2 separate regions of the Mus musculus genome follow, and region 2 is linked to region 1. Evidence: chromatin contacts called from public Hi-C data. All regions are on one chromosome and are shown on one strand. The core of a region is the stretch at or near the end of the contact, and the rest is flanking DNA. Distances in the headings are between cores, read along the strand shown.

Region 1 (4,109 bases), core at 652-3,151:
CGTGTTGAAGGAAGGACCCATACACAGCCCTGGGCTGCTATTTTGGTGGCATGTCAGGGTTAGGAAACCAGCAGCTGGGTGGCTTCATCTTCCCAGTTGTGTCTGGGCAGCAGCCGGTGGCGTCATCTTCACTGTGGCGATCTGGAACAGCTGCTGGGGTTTAAGCGTGCACTTAGAGGAATTACCTGGGATCGTAGCCGGCCTTACTGAAAGGGAACACATTTCTGTAAGCCGAGCTAATGTCTGAGGCTGGCGCACAGGGGCTTTCCTTCCACAGCAGGAGAGATATCAACAACAGGACCAGGCTGCCTGGAGAGGCTGTCCTAAATAGGAACCATGATTTCTTCCAGGATGCATTTAGTTTGGACTCAGGTTGGAGAGCATATGAAAAGACTGGGTATGGTCCAGAGATGTATTTTTCATGTCAAATGCTTAAAGTCTCTAGGTAGCTCTAGGCACCATGGAATAATGGATAGCTTAGCTACACCTTGAAGATTCCTCCATAAGCACATTTCATGCTATTCCCCTGTATGTCTGTGTCACAGTGGTCCCCTGAGGTAGTTCCATCTCTTCCTAGCCCAGGTAGTCTGAAGTTATTCACCTGTGGCCCTACATAGGTGGGGATACTGTGGCTATTTTCTGGTGACTTTATCTTCTTGTGAGATGTGAGTGACAAACATGCAATTACTAGACACAAATAAAGAGAATAGAATTGCCAAAGTAAAATCGAACTTAAGTGAGGTCGATGTGTAGAGGTCTGATAGAAATGCCCCTGGAGCTCTGGAAAGACAGAATTTGGAAGCATGGAAGATATTGACCCTGAATCAGCCTAGTACATCTTTGTTTAGTAGTGCAGCAGATTCAAACAGCCTCTCCTTGCAGCCTGCCCTGCAGCCAATGAACCTGGAGCCTCCTGCAATATTTGAAAAGAGAAGAAGACAGTGGATTTTCTTTATGTGTCATTTTACAGACTAAAAGAGGATGAATGTCTCATGTTGGTCTGGCCAGGCCAATTTCATACCAACCTGGCTTCTCAATGGCTTCCAGCTCTGGCCTTGGTTGCTGAGTTGTTTCCAAGCACATTGCTCTTTGGGAGTAATCTGCTGTATTGTTGGTGCAACATCCGTTTTGCATAAACTGAGGCAGATAGCTCTGGACAGCCTAACCTGTGAGATGCCACCACTGTTCATCTGGTCCCCTAGCCCAGGCCACTACCACTGCTTGTGTAGGCAGCTGTGATGGTAGGCTAGAAGCCTGGTGACATTTCCTCCTAGCAGTCCCCTCCCCCCTTCCTGGCAAGAGCATCTTTCTTGCAGCAACAGTAAGGATCTGTCTAAGATGCTTTTCTGGTCACATTAATTTCCGTCTGAAAGCTTGCCAGTTGTCCCCTTTGTGCTTAGAAGAAAATCTTTGTCGTGCAAATCCTTAGGAAAGGAAATCTACAGAAAGAGAATCTTACAGGTTTTACATGACTTGCCTGACCCAGGTTTTTTTCTGTGTTGGGTTGGGTTTTTTTCTGTGTTGCTGCTGTGAAGTTCCACTCCTGGGGGTCACTGGATTTGTGGAAGCTCCCCTTTCCGTCTTTGTACTAGTTTTGCTTATCTCCCTCCAGTTTGCCCTTTAAGAAAATCACTACCAGCACGGCAGATTGGCCATTCCTGTTCATGGTGTCTGACCTGTTTCTGTACTGGTTTTTGTTTTTGTTTTTGTTTTTGGTTTTGGTTTTTTTTGGTCTGTTTAACAGTCTATCTATCTGCTATGGTTTATATCTGGACAGTTTCCCAAAGTCCTGTGAGTAAAAGGCTTGGCTTCTTGCCCATGATGGTACTGGAGGAATTGAAGCCATGTAGGGTGTGCCCTTGAAGAACATTGTGAGACTCTGATGTCTGTCTCTATCTCTGTCTCTATCTGTCCCTTCATCTACATGTCTTGCTTGTGCCACGATTTGAGTAGCTTGTCCTATCCCAGGCCCGTGAGCACTGGGTCCAATTATACACATATTGAAAACTCTAAAACATTAGAAGCCTTTTCTTGTATAAGTTGATTTTCTCAAAGTGTTTTGGTATAGTAAGAGAAAGCTGAGTAGCACACTGTGTCTTCTCATGCATGAGAGCTGTCTGGGAACAACCACACTTGGATCTTGATTTACATTCTTGTACATTATACTCTACCCTCAGGTCTAAGACCACAAGAAAGACAGCTCTGGAGATGTTGCTACAGGAGAATTCATAGATGGATTACCCACCCTGTTGCCTCCAACCCTTGCAGGATCTAAGGCCATGTTCACAGGATGCCAATAATCAAGAGACCTTCAGATTCTGAGCTTTCCTGGCAGGTTCTGCCATGCTTCCCACTGGCCAAGACCACCAGTGGCAAAATTAGCTCTAAGCAACTCAGCCAGATGTTTCCATCTGCAGAAGAGTATTATGCCTGCACTCATAGCAGAGGAAACTTTTTACTCATAAACAGAGCAAATTTATAGTGGAAATCAGTGGGAGGGAATAAATATGAATCCCCATGAAGTCATTTTGTGAGCTGCTTTATAGATTGTAATCACCCATTTAGAGTTTGCAGGCTATTAATTTTGTTTGGAGAGAACCTCAGGACTCTTGGGGGCAGAATTTATAACTCTGTTGTGTCACACTCATGGGTCTAGGCCTTGAACCCCTGAAAGGTTTGGAAAGAAATTAACAAGCTACCTCTGGAGGAGTTGGGGCTTCAGCATCCTTTTCCTGTGGTTCTCTTGGACATGGGTTTTAAAAACACACTTGCCCAGTGTATACTGTCTTTGTTTTGCCCCAGACTGTAGATTTCCCCCTGTGAGCTGAGGCTGTTAAGTTTTACTTTCAGCAAATTGTAGTAGGAATCTGTCTTTCGAGAACTGGGTGAGACCTATGGAAGAGCAGCCTGAGTCAAGCAGATCTGGGTGGACTCCAGCTAGGCTATTTGACTTAAGATTCCAAGATAAATTCACCGCTGTTAAATTTGTTCAAACGTCCCTTTCTTTATAAATAAGACCAGTGCCCCAGCCTCAAAAGTGATAACAAGGATAAAGGAGATGAAATAGGAAAAGCACTTAGTATTCAAAATGACTTAGTTCATACAGTGACGGAGCTGATTGGCGATTCAAAGTAAGTCTGGTAGAGCAGGAACAAAGGAGAATGTAAGAGCTATGATGCTGGTCCCCAACTGTGTCGCTGATGTGGTGGGTGACCTTGGCCATCATAGCCTCTCTGGTTCCAGATCTTTTGCATTAGTGAAATGAAATGTTTGGCTCAAATTGTCTCTGAGCGAATGGTGAGGCCAGTATTACCTTTGGGACCAGTTAGAGTTATAGATTCTAAGGCTCTATCCTATTCCCCTTGGGGCAGAACGGGCTCCATCTTCTGCATCTGGATGAGTTTTCCAGGTGGTTGTGGGCAGACTGAAGTCTGAGCGTCATCACTGTGATGACTCATTGTGGCTATGGTATTAGCTCTCTAGTTTTCCTGGTAGTGTCACTTCTAGAGCCTCTCTCCTTGGGGTCTTGGACCAAAACAGGAAGCGAAACACTATGCTAACCAAGATTCAGTTGAAGTTGGGCTCAAGAGGGCTTGATATTGTGTTGGAGTGTATAATCTCTACTTTCTGATTTCTCAGGGGGATGACCTCTGTCTCCACCTTGCCTTTAAAGTGACTTTAGATGAGGTAAAAACTCATCTGTCATTTGGAATGCACACTGACATGTGGGCCGTAAGGACGCTTGGGGGTGGGGCCACATATAACTATTATTATATGTGGGAGATGGGCTGTCTCCCTCAGTATCAACCTTAGTCTCATGATACCATTTTTCTTGAGACTCTATGTGAAGAGGTACAAGATGAGCAGTGAAGACTCAGGCCTGTGCTCTAGGACCTTGAACAAGTCCCTTTAACTCCAGTTCCCGATGCTGCCTCCTTATAATAGGAGGATTTGCATACTTTTTGCTACTGAGCCTTTTGAGTACCAAAACTGGATCAAATTCTGAGAACAGAGCAGAGAAAGGCAGCTGAATCCCGGCTCACATCTTTACCACTTCCTCTGGGCACTGTGCTTGCTGTGGGTTTTGATGAGAAGATACATAAGAGAAG
Region 2 (4,109 bases), core at 596-3,095, 190 kb before region 1:
TCAGAGGAGGAAGCAAGCCTGAGAGTGCTGAGGTAAGATGGTGTTGTAGGGCAGCAGGATGGAATCTCCTTCAATGGAGAGATTAGCTCAATATGTGTCACTTGTAAAATCTGGTCTCCCCAGAACCCTTGGCTGTATGGGGTTCTCTTCGGGCTGGGGTTCAGAGATCATTTGCTTTTTGATTGAGTTACTTGGTTCTGCTTGGAGCTGCACCTGTGATCCACAGGCTCTGGGTCTGGCTGCAGGGTTGGGAGATGGAACACTCCACCCTTCCTTGTGTGGTTCCCAGCTGGTGGGTGCTTAAGTGGATGCGTGGGCCCTGGAAGTAGGGTATGTACAGGAGGATCTGATGGTGCGGCTGCTGAGTGCTGGGATGGGGAGGAGCCAGTCTTGAGTAGGGGCCAGCATGAGGCGAGGCGAGCCCTGGGACTTGGGCCATGGCACCTACAGTGTGATTTGTGATGATTCCCCTTAGGTTTGTTTCCAACCTTCAAGTAAGTGGAGCCATGATTGCTGGCTGTCATCTTGGTTTAGAGCTGTATGTTTAGACTACAGCCAGGAAGACCTCCCTAAGGAGAAATAGAGGAGAAGGAAGTCTTCTGATCTTCCTAGGACCACTGACACCCTACTCTGCTTCACAGGGAACAAACTCAGGTTCTGCAAATAGATTGGTGTTCTTGGCACAGTTAGTTTTTTGTTTGTTTGTTTGTTTTTTAAATTCATCATTTCCATTTATGGACCAAAGTTTTTGGATACAATATCTGGGTTGTTCACTTTTCTAACAAAAATGATTGAAGATCTGCACAGATGGCCTGCATCCCTTCACGGCATCTTGACTAATAGGCACAACAGTTGCAAGTTACCCTTTGCCCCCATGCCTTTAAAAAACACTGTCTTTGGATTAGGGAAACAAATGTGGGCCTTCTGTATATTCTCACAAATGTCTCCTTAGCTCCAGAGTTCTGCTGACAGCCCAGATGGGAGCCAGCACTCTTTGGCCTCTATGCTGAAGAGTCCCAGTGAGTCCCTTCTGAGGTCAGAAAGAAGCAGATAGGGGCAGAGCTTCAGGCCGCGTCCCTGAACAACATAGAGAACATGTCTCCCATGTCTGTAACAATGGCTTCTACATGTGGGTGCATGGGATAAAGATCAGAGGTCAAGGACATCCAAAAGGCTAAGCACAGGGAATTGGAAGATGCAAAAGCAGTATAGAGGTGGTGCAGCTTTGCAGGGGCAGGTCTCCTTTGTTCCTAGCGCATGCTCCCCAGCTTCTCTTTTGCCTTGTTCTGCTCATTAAGCTGGTACCTAGTGTTTATTGGGAGGAATAGCAAAGGTCTGACACCTGTTAGCCCTGAGCATCTTAGATTACTTCCCTTCCCACATCCAGGATCTCACCTTGCCCAACCTACCTGAGGTTTTCTAAACTGCAGTGTTAGGAAAGGCAGAAAGCTTCAAGGGCCTGCCTTGGGCACCCACTTCCTTTCTAGCTGATCCAGGCCCTAAAGAGGATACCAAAGCCACACTCTTGGGGTGACCTGGTCTAATGTGACTCCACAAAAATCCTGTGGCAGAAGAGTGGGCAGCTTGGGTGGGTGGGCATGGAGAATGACTTTTGTTCCCTTGTTGGTACGTCCAGGATTGACTCTCTGTCTATTTCTTCCCCTGAGACTTGGCTAGTTCCAAAGGACAGAATAACATGCCTTGGGGTAGAGTGGGGGCTGCTGGACCTCAGACAGAAGCACTGTCTTTCCCTCTGAACCTCGCAGAGAGCCTGATGTACCAGGGTATACCGAGGGGAAGCCCCGTATTGCTCACTGATGTTATCAGGAGGCTTCTAGCCTGCGTGCCAGGCAGGTAAATTGATTTTTTTTTTCAGTCTGTGGAACATCTAAAGATAGGCAAACTGGTGTGTGCTGCTAGCATTGAGAATGACAGGCCATCTGTGAATCACAAGCCCGCCCACTGAGGTTGTGCAGGGCCCAGGCTGGTGGCAGGAAGGAAGCTCTGCTAGAAGTAGCCAGATGCAGGTGGGTGCCACTCAAGGATTGGGGTGGGGGTGGAGGGTGGGGAGAGGGAGTCAGCCTTGCTGGTGAATCTGGGATCCCCATTCTGGTTCCCAGGAGGATGCTCAGCGGCTCAACAGTACTGGAGCTACAGTAGTCAAGTGCTGTGTGTGCTGTGCAGCTTCCGTAGCTGGATAGAACAGGGTAGCCCCAGCAGGGGTGAAGCCTCCATGTGGCTCTCTTGCTGGTTCAAAGGCCTCACATAGCCAGCCTATGGCTGCTTGTTTTATTCCATGATGCCTTTCTGTCTTTGAACCATTTGGCTAGTTCTTAGGAGGACTTTATGTTTTTTCAGGGATTTCTCACTCCCCTGCGCCCCCCCCCCCCCATACAGGCAACACACACCAAGTTCCTTCTAGGCACTGGGCAAAGTACTAGATACAGCGCATGCCACAGAACATTAGGCAGCAGTGTGTGTGTGTGGGGGTGGCTTTTTGGTGGCAATGTCAGTTTCTATTAACCTCTGGAAAGACAGCCAGCAAGGTATGGAGTAATGGAAAATATTTCCTGACGGTGGGAAAGGCCTCTCTGAGGAAGAGATATCTGGAAAGGAAGCCAGCCCAGTAGAAATTGGAGGGAAGAATCTCTCAGTAGAACCAGTCTGTACAAAGGTCCTGAGGTAGGATGGAAAGCAGTTGCTCTTTTCACACTGCACAGACACATCTCTGAGTGAAGTGTGCAGCCCATGGTGCTATGCTAGGAGGTTTCCAGGGGCTGTTTTTATAGATCTTTGTAGGCAACAGTAAGGAGGTTGGCTGTCCATGTCAGTACTAGGAGCACTGTTGGAGGGTTTTAGCCATGCATGCAACCTCGTTAGAGCTTGTTAAATCTCAGTCTGTAGCCGTGAACCTGAAAAGCAGGCAGGACAGGCATGGAAGCAGAACTCCAAAGCAGAATACTGCCCGGTCCTGGGGGGAGGGAATAGAGGAACAGGGGCTCAGGATCAAACTGAAGCCATCTCAACCTGTATAGCAGCCCCACTGGAGGAAGAAACAGGTCCTCAAAGGACCAAGGACGTGCTCCAGATTGCACCTATCATCTTAGCTTAAGGACTTCCTTGTCTTTCTTGTCTTAGCGTGGGGTCTCAGGATGCTAGGTTGCCTTGATTGTCAGACAGGTGTTAGCAAGGAGCCATCCCTGGGAAGGATGACTGCTGTAACACGGTACCCAGGAGAGGGGCTAGAACAGCACAGTTACCTTCCTCTCTCTCTGGAGTCCCAGGTCAAGGTGTTGGTAGGACGGAAGCTGCATTCCTATGAGATCTGTTTCCTTGGCTCATAGGTAGCCTGGCCCTGCTCTCTCTGTGAAGTCACATGGCCTTCTGTTTGGCTCCTCGTCCCTTCCTCCTAGGACACCAGTCGTACTGGATGAGGATTTACTCTAGTGACCTCGCTTTGACTTGGTCTGTTCTTTACAAACACATTCAGTGTCTACCTCGAGAGTTAAAGATGTCTGCATATACAGTGTGGAGACCACACCCCCGGCGTGCCTCTCCTTATTGAGCCACCTCAGTGGGTGGCATGGGACTCACACATGCTGCTGTTGTCCTCTGAACACTCAGCACACTTGTTTAGTTTATCTCCAGGACAATGGTAGGCCAGTGCTAGCAGATCTTTGTGGGTGGCCATGTACAAGAGTGCCTTCTGAGGACCATACTGCCTTCTGAGGGCCAGCAGTATGAGGTGGCAGATGGGGTCGGCAAACACAACAGGTGTGGCATATGCTGGCCCCAGGCAGAGAGTGTGAGCAAGAGCCAACGCACTGTTTTCATTTAGCCATCGGCTTTAAAGCATGTCTCCTATAATCACACAGATGTTGAGCTGTTTATCAGGGGAGGTGGTAATAAACAAAGTTATTAAAAATAGCCAACACCATCAGTTATTTCTAGGTGCCAAGACTGTTCCTGAACATTCTGTGTCATATTTATCTTGATACCACAGAAATTCAGTGAGCAGGTGCCACCCTTATGAGTCCTATCTTAGTGACAGAGAAATGACAGGTTGGGAGGGGAAAAAAAATAACTCAACTCTGGTCCTTCAGCCAGGC

Evidence for each region. Hi-C and Micro-C count contacts between places; a contact is called where the count stands out from the background.
Region 2: a Hi-C map of the N1E-115 cell line shows a contact between it and region 1, with 1.6 times the contacts expected there. The contact joins two enhancer-like sites. A contact is called at or near these places in 3 of 484 Hi-C or Micro-C datasets (the N1E-115 cell line, muscle stem cells and nephron progenitors) and 1 of 115 datasets of contacts at active chromatin or transcription factors (large pre-B cells).

Annotation. Positions count from the first base shown.
Region 1 is chr14:23,703,048-23,707,156 of GRCm38.p6, reverse strand. All of the region lies in intron 2 of Kcnma1 (potassium large conductance calcium-activated channel, subfamily M, alpha member 1), which reads left to right. Among named protein-coding and RNA genes, the nearest start is that of Gm51422, 55 kb to the right of the region's middle. Within about 2 kb of position 1,901, at least 9 of the 459 cell types and tissues checked have an H3K27ac peak or open chromatin away from gene starts, as enhancers often do. A contact at or near this core is called in the N1E-115 cell line, where this site is marked.
Region 2 is chr14:23,895,882-23,899,990 of GRCm38.p6, reverse strand. All of the region lies in intron 1 of Kcnma1 (potassium large conductance calcium-activated channel, subfamily M, alpha member 1), which reads left to right. Among named protein-coding and RNA genes, the nearest start is that of Kcnma1, 110 kb to the left of the region's middle. Within about 2 kb of position 1,845, at least 16 of the 459 cell types and tissues checked have an H3K27ac peak or open chromatin away from gene starts, as enhancers often do. A contact at or near this core is called in the N1E-115 cell line, where this site is marked.